Linked DNA regions of Mus musculus: region 2 is linked to region 1. Evidence: chromatin contacts called from public promoter capture Hi-C data. All regions are on one chromosome and are shown on one strand. Each heading gives the region's core, a stretch centred on a gene start, on an enhancer-like site or on the middle of the called end of the contact. The rest is flanking DNA. Distances are from core to core; before and after follow the strand shown.

What was found. Promoter capture Hi-C pulls out the DNA fragments that hold promoters and counts their contacts.
Region 2: a contact with region 1 is called in a promoter capture Hi-C map of neural stem cells. The contact joins the promoter of Tmem250-ps here to the promoter of Dipk1b in region 1. A contact is called at or near these places in 4 of 39 promoter capture datasets (the 3T3-L1 cell line, hippocampal neurons, neural stem cells and 1 more), 6 of 484 Hi-C or Micro-C datasets (B cells, the N1E-115 cell line, cortical neurons and 2 more) and 1 of 115 datasets of contacts at active chromatin or transcription factors (large pre-B cells).

What each region holds. Positions count from the first base shown.
Region 1 is chr2:26,626,380-26,630,241 of GRCm38.p6, reverse strand. Dipk1b (divergent protein kinase domain 1B) reads right to left here and starts at 1,785. Exons shown (of 5, transcript NM_019833.3): 1 at 1,543-1,785. The coding sequence starts at 1,605.
Region 2 is chr2:26,138,678-26,142,539 of GRCm38.p6, reverse strand. It overlaps Tmem250-ps (transmembrane protein 250, pseudogene), which reads left to right and starts at 2,034. Exons shown (of 2, transcript NM_001256521.1): 1 at 2,034-2,401; 2 at 3,627-3,862. The coding sequence starts at 3,738.

The DNA.
Region 1 (3,862 bases), core at 536-3,035:
TCCTGTCTACCCGCGGCCAGAAAGTCTGAGAATGAAACCAGCTAGCACCCCACTTTTGGATTTGGGAGTCATGCTGAGCTCAAGTTTACCCTAGTTGCCTCCGAGCCAGAACATAAGGAACCTCTACCACAGGAATGATGCTTAGCCCTTCTTCTAGAACATTCTTCCAGAAAGTTCTAGGAGATGGTCCCTATTCCGGGGCATGGCTCTGGGGACTTCTCCTGGGACACTCATGGCTCTGGCACTCAGCTGTTTCTTTCAGATTTGTCCAAAATTAAAACAGGAAGACTGAGAAATTGCAGGGACACTGGCTGTGAGGCCAGATCAAAGGACTCAGCCACACCTAGAGCAAAGGGCCAGGGCCAGGGCCAGGACAGCGGCTGGCCCAGGCTGGCCCAAGTGATGTAGAACTAGAAGCCGCTAGAAACCTGCAGGTCAGAGACCACTCCAGGCAGGCCCTCCCAAGCCACCTTGGCACAGGTGGCTCCCCTAGACTACCTTGGCTAAGCTTTGATGGTTTACCTGGCCTCTGTCTGACGCAGCTCTTCTCCAGGATCCCTGAGTCTTTGCTCACCCCGGGGCGGGACTCACCACAGTGGTACTCAAAAGCTCGCACAGATTTCTGCCACTCAGTGGGGAACAAGTTGGCAAGCCCTGGGCCCATAATTTTCGAGGCTGAACAGTCCAGCTCCAGAAAAGTCACATGGAAGGTGGGAAGGTCATTACAGGGATAGTAACTGCACAGCAAACTCCCTGCCCAGGAAACCCGGGCCAGGTGGCAGGTGCCCTAGTGTTTCCCACGCAGGAAACTGAGGCTTGGGGCAGGAAGGGCTCAGCCAGTGGCTCTCTCTGAACCAGCCCCACTGGGAACTGGCCCAAACCCCTCTCCTGCCACTCCTGGGTCCACACATTGCTGAGTCAGGGCCTAGCTTCAGGGCTAGGGGTATGGGTACACCCCATCTCCTGGCACAAGAAGGGTCCCCCATACACCTCAGGTCACGAACCCAACCTAGGCCTGAGCATGGATCACAGCACAAGCTACTGCCTCTGGAAGAGGGCAGACAAGGGCATCTGGGCCTGGAAGAGCTCTGCATCCAACAGGCTTCAGTCCTCATCCTTTATGTAAAACAGTCTAAGGGAGGCCAGGCCCCAGGACAAAGGCATCCTCCAGCATCCTCAGGACGGCCCTTCAGAGAGACCTTGGCTAGACTGGTGAGGGCTGGCTCCTTCCTGTAGGCTCTAAGGACCGTGGCAACCAGCGGCTGGAGCCCAGAGGCCTGACTCCATCACCTCAAAGCATGAGGGGAGGGGCCTCTTCTGCAGACAGGAGCTGGCCCTCCACTGGCCCAAGGTCACCACAGCCCCTGTTTCCAGCTGTCTCAAGAACTGGCCAGGGGCTGGCCAAGTTTGCTATTCCAGAATTTTTTTTTTAAGTTGCGAAGGTTAGAAAGGACTCCGGTGCACCCGCGTGCACCCATCGACCCTCGCCATCCCACGCCCTGCCCCTCCCCGTGTGGTAGCACCTGGCCGGCTGCGGCTTACCTGCAGGCCCTTGGAGAAGGGGCAGAGGAGCACTAGGTGCACCAAGCGCCGCAGCCGCCGCATGATGGGCTCCGGCCCCGGCTGCGGAACCCCGCGGCTGGCTCGGCCTCAGCCCCAGCCCGGCCAGGCCCGCAGCGGCCGCCGCTCGCTCTCCATGCGGGCCGCTCGTCCTCGGCTCGCGTTAAAGGCAAGGCGCGTGCCTTTCTGAGCAAGGACCGCGACGCACGCGCGGGGAGACGGCCTGGAGGAGGGGCGTGCACGCGCGGGAAGATGGACAGAGGGGCGTGCGCGCGCGTGTGGAGACAAACGGAAGGGGCGTGCACGCGCGTGGGAGGACTGGCGCGCGGCCCCGCGGCTAGTCTAGCTCTCCCGCTGGGGACCTACGCCACCCCCCACCCCCCCACCCCCAACCTCCCGAGAGCTCCGGGACCCGCTACGGCAACCCTGTGTGAGCATGAAACACCGGGGCAGGCTGGCGCTGAGGACCTGTAAGGTCCCCGCCTGCGCTTGCGCATTTCTTCCACCTTTTCAAGGGTAAAAGACGTTGATGGATCTGCCCCCATCCCTCCCCAGTATGCAGGTGAGGCTAGTCAGTCCTGAGGCCACCACCTCTGGCACCGAGAGTCTTCAGCCCTTGTTGCACCGGGGCATAGGGAAGGACCCACAGCCCACGCGGTCAGCAACTACTCCTGAGAACCAGTTTCTTCTGATTTCTGCCCATGGACAGACACGCCCCTCTCCTGTGACTCCCATTTAGGGTGATTAGGAAAGCAGCAGCTGACCTTAGTTAGAGGCTTATTGAACTTAGCAGACAATGGCCAGAATGCACCGTCCACCATGCGCATCAGCTGCCCTCAATCCTCACCCACACCTTTCTTAGGGGTTCTATAGCGATGTCATATGCATTCCCAGGGAATACGCCTTCCCCTGTGCCCCAGTGCTGTCCATATATATATGCCTTGCAAAATGATAAAAGACAGCTTTAGTTTAAGGATGTTAATTGCTTCGCAATTAGTGAACCAGGCCAACCTTCTCTTCATAAAAGTGGAGCGAGAGTCCCATGAGCCCAGCTGAAGGGTTTGGATTTATAAGCTAGAAAGGCTGAAGAGAACTAGAGCCAGGAGCAGGTCACAAAACAAATGGAAAATAGCATCAAGTCTGTGTCCCAGAAACCAAGAAGCAGAAGCAGAAAGACCAGCCTGGCCTATGTTTCAAATTCCAGACTAGCCAGAAGCCCAAAGGGAGACCCTGCCTCAAGGAAGGAAAGAAGGAAGGAAGGGAGAGAGGCTGGAAGAAAGGGATGGAAGGAGGGAGGAAGAGAGGAAAGAAGAAAGGAAAGAAAGGAGAGAGGGAGGGAAGGAGGGAGGGAGAAAAGAAGGAAGGAGAAAAAAGAAGGGAAACATGGGATTGTTTCATTATCGCACCAATTATAAACGAGCTGCTTAAGCAGTTTGACTATTTTATTATGTCTTCAATCTTGATTTTGCAGGTCAGATAAACAATGTAGTTTAAGTGTGGTGACGGGAAGGCTGAAAAAAATGACTCAGCAGCTGAAAGCACTTATTGTGAAAACATAAAGATTGAAATTCAAATTTCAGCATCCATGTAGCAGATCGAGCATCCTGCGCACACCTGTAACCCAGGTTACAGGTTGAGTGGAGCCGTTGTAGGATGGTTGCTAGGACTTGCTGGTTCACAGCCTAGCTGAGAAAGCAGCCTGAGGTTCAGGAAGAGACCCTGCCTCAAAGGAAAAGGTGGACAGTGATCGAAGAAAGCACCCAGCACCCACCTCTGCCTTCCATGTGCACACATGATGCACCTCCATTCCCCACGCATGACTCCCCTCCCCTCCCCGACACACACACACACACACACACACACACACACACACAAATAATCAAATCTTTTCATAAGAGAAAACATGAAGCTTGGTGTCACGGACTTGCGGAATGAGTAATTATTTTTATTTTTCAGTCTGGTCTTCTGGGAGTACAATGGCCATCTGTAAGGTCTATAACACATGTGTGTATACATGTTTGTGTGTGTATGCATATATGTGTGTGTGTGGAAGCCAAAGGTCTGTCAGGTTTTTACTCTCTCCACTTTACTTTTTATAAGATTTTGTTTTATTTTTGTTTTTAAGGTTTTTTTTAAAGATTTATTTATTTGTATGCACATCAATGTGTATGTGTTTGTGTGTGTGTGTGTGTGTGTGTGTGTGTGTGTGTGTGTGTGTATGCCACACTCAGGAACTGGAGTTACAGACACTTGTGAGCTGCCATGTGGGTGCTGGAAATTGACCCTAGGTCCTCTGAACAGG
Region 2 (3,862 bases), core at 785-3,284, 490 kb after region 1:
AGGCAGTGCGGACAGCACGAAGGCCACTGGGTCCTGATGCTACCCGGCTCTGACTGTTCTGTAAAGATGGCACCAAGGCAGCCACAGACACAAATGAGATGGCCTCAGTCCCATGGGCCCCGTGCCTGGGTTTGGACTATACCTTCCTCTCATTTCTGTAGGTCTTTAAGAGTCTGGGGCCAGGTGTGGTGGTCCCAGCACTCGGGAGGCAGAGGCAGGCAGATTTCTGAGTTCAAGGCCAGCCTGGTCTACAAAGTGAGTTCCAGGACAGCCAAGGCTACACAGAGAAACCCTGTCTTGAAAAACCAAAATAAATAAATAAAATAAAATAAAATAAAAATTTAAAAAAAGTCTGGGACATGCCGTGCACAGTCCCAGCAGGTGGCGCCAGGCCACTGTCCAGTGCTTGCCCACTGAGAAGCCCAGAGCAGATAGCAGGGTGGAAGCTGACAGACAGACTTCAGGTAGACTTTCTATGGCGGGACTGTCCTATAGCAAACAGAACAACTGAGATTGGATCCTATCCTTGGGGATGACCCTGCTGTGGTCTGGATCATTCTGGAATCAGTTCGTGGGTGGTGGTACCCAACACTTCCAAGAACTAGCAGAAAGCAAGAGAGTAGAGGTCACAAGAAGCATCCTTTAGTGAGACGTTCAGGGTGCTTTCAGTCTCCGTCCAGTGGTCCAACATTAGAGGCCAAGAGCTGTCAGCAGCAGCTACCTGCCCAACCTCAGAGGGAGAGAGCCTCAAAGTCAGAGGTGTAGAGGACTCTGAGGGCTCTTACAGGAGCAACAGGGCTGAACAAGTGGAAAGGGACAGAGGGACAGAAAAAGTAGAGAAACTGGACATCTCTAGTAGGGACAGAACCAAGGGGGGAGCTAAAGGAGGGGACGATCAAGAAAACAGAAGATCATCACTCCAGGGTGACAGAAACTCAGGCCAGGGGAGGAAATGCTTCTTATTGTTTCGAGACAGGGTCACATAGTCCAGGGGCTCCAGTTGACTTAGACTTATTGTAAGCATTACTTCTGTGTGCATGGTGTGTGTGTGTGTGTGTGTGTGTGTGTGTGTGTGTGTAAGTCAGAGGGCAACAGGAGGGCATCAATTTTCACCTTTGTTATGTGGGTACCAAGGATTGTTAATTTGGTGGCAAGTGCCTTTACCCACAAGCCATCTCACTGACCCAAGATGTGTTTGACATACTCTCACCAAGAAGACCTGGCTGGCATAGAACTTACAGAGATCCGCCTGCCTCTGGAGTGCTGTGATTAAAAGAGAGTATAATGACATATGGCACATTCACTTATTTTTACATCTATTCATTCATTTGTGGGCTGTACTGGCAGGATGTGCACATGCCACTGCCTGTAGCTGCTCTTGGTCTTGCGTGGGCTGGGGCCTCCAAGTGTTCCCTGTGAAGTGCAAAGGTGCCTTGCAGCCAGCCCTAGGTTCCCCTTTCCTGCAAAGGGTCTGTTTCTCTTCCCTGGGAGCCTGCATTTGACGCCTGGGTAAGCAGGAGGGTCAATGTAGGATAACCCTGTAAGGCTACTTTCCGGTCCGTCATGGGATGATGGCCTGACCCAACCTTCTCTCCACATCCTAGCAACAAACGCACACATCAACTTTTAACTGAAACCTACCACACCTGCTTGCAGGAACCTGGCAAGGTCATTTAGACCGGTGACACACCAGCTTAACTCTTTCTTTTGGCGCTTCCAGGATCCTTGTGCTCTACAGCGAGTACCCCTAAAGCACGAGATCGCTTCATCTGCAACCGTCACTGCTCTCTGGGTGCCAGCGGCGCGCGTTGGGACACAGGAAAAACTCCACCGCACCACCAGAAAGGAGACAAGCTCACACCACAGCGAGAAAGCCCCTCCCACACTCGCGCACGCGCACTGACACGGAGAGGACCAGCCTCCTCGCCCTTAGTTCTCCCATCTGCGCCTGCGCGGGAGAGCTAAACTCACGCTCCGGCTGAGGCCGCGGGCCAATGACGTCACGGTCGGCTCACGGCGCGCGCACGCTAGTGCGCGTCCTCGGATAATGAGGAATTCCTGGATGCTCCGCGCGGGCCCGCGGTGGGCGCTGCGAGGCTTCACCGTGTCGTCGCGGGCGGAGGGGGCGTGAAGACCGTGCTACGGTGGCCGCCGAGGGACAACACTACGGCTCCCACGCTGGGACAAACGCCTCGGGCCCGGCCCGGGAGCGCCCTCCCCTCCGGGCCAGAGCCAGCCGGGGGCAACTGAAGGGCCGCGCGAAGCGACCCCGTCCTCGGCGGCATGTGCCCGCCTTGGCGTCGCACCCCCGGGGCACAAGCTCAGCCGCAGGCCCGGTCCCCAGCACCGTCGGCCCGCCGCATGGTTCCGGACACCGGCACCGCCACGGAGAGGGCACCGGGTGAGCCGCCGAGGACGGGCGGGGACCGGCCACGGACCTAAGGGCCGTCTCCACGGCAACGGCGCCCCGACACCGGAAGTGGCGCCCGCAGAAAACGCGGGCTGAGGGCCGGGGTCGCGCGTAGCCTATGGCTAGTGAGGGTCGTATCTCCACGCGCCGAGTTAGCGGGCCTTGGAGAGCTGGATGTCCTGCTCTAGGGTCCCGTGCTCAGAGACGCGTGCCCCGCGCCGGGCCGCGCCATGGCATGCACCTCCACCCGAGTACACCTGCTGCAGACCGCATCCCCCTCCTGTGCGGTGTCCAGTGACACGCCTGAATGAGGCCATTGCCCTGTCTAGCTGGGTAAAACATAGCTAAGCCTCCCCGGCTCGGGACAGGTTTCCTCCCACTGCGCCTCGGCCGCAGCTGCGCTGGCGGCCATTTGCTCAGGACCTACGGCGGTGACAGAAGCCGTTGGAGTGGAAGTCGCAAAAGCCTGTTGGCGATGTTGCCCTGTCCTGTTACCAACTTTTGGTCTCTAGTGTCCCATAGTTTGAAATTTAGTGTTTTTTTTCCCCCATATGCAAATTAACATAGGCTGCTGCGAATGACAATTGCTTGGTGAAACAAGGAACCACACGCCATTTCTCCTCTCTGTGTCCCAGTTTGGAGAACTCTGACACTATGTCCAGCCTAGATAAGCCAGTAATGCTTTTGTTGTGTACAGGCAGCCCCAGGGAAGAGGTCTTGGTGCCTCAATTTACGGAGCAAGATCAGTGGGAGGTGAGATGGTAACCTGCCAAAATAATGCCAAAGTTCAGGCCCAGCAAGTAACCTTAGGGGCTTGCTATGTGGACACCCCCTTCATCCCAGTCCTCTTGTGACTCTGCATGGAGTGTCCTTGAAGGGGACTGTTATAAGTCACTATGGAAGTAATGGGGAGTACTGGGCAACCAGTAGCCGGGTGTGTGGGTCTTCAAGAAACTAAAGAGTGAGCTTAGCTAGAGCACTACTGTCCCCGTTTTATCCCTGGCAGTCCTAGGGACCCTCTCCCGGCCGGCGGCTGCTGAGGGGCATAGTTACTGTTGCTTTCCTCTCCCAGCACTGGGAGGTAGAATGTTAACCATTGGCCTGCACAGGCTGAGGACTCATGAAAAGAGTCAAAAGTGCATCCTTGGGTTGCAACTGAGTTACTGACAGGGACACCCTTGAGCTCTCACCTGGCATTCTGTATTTCTCCCTGCAGGCCAGCACCTCCCCCAAGGCTCAGCTGAGGGCTCCTAGACGCTGATGACACCTATGCTGGCCATCCGGACACTGCACCGCCACTGCAAAACAGCACTGCCGCCCAGGCCCAATGCCGGTCATGCCCATCCCGCGGCGGGTGCGCTCCTTCCACGGCCCGCACACCACCTGCCTGCACGCAGCCTGCGGACCGCTGAGAACCTCTCACCTGGCTCGCACCAAGTACAACAACTTCGA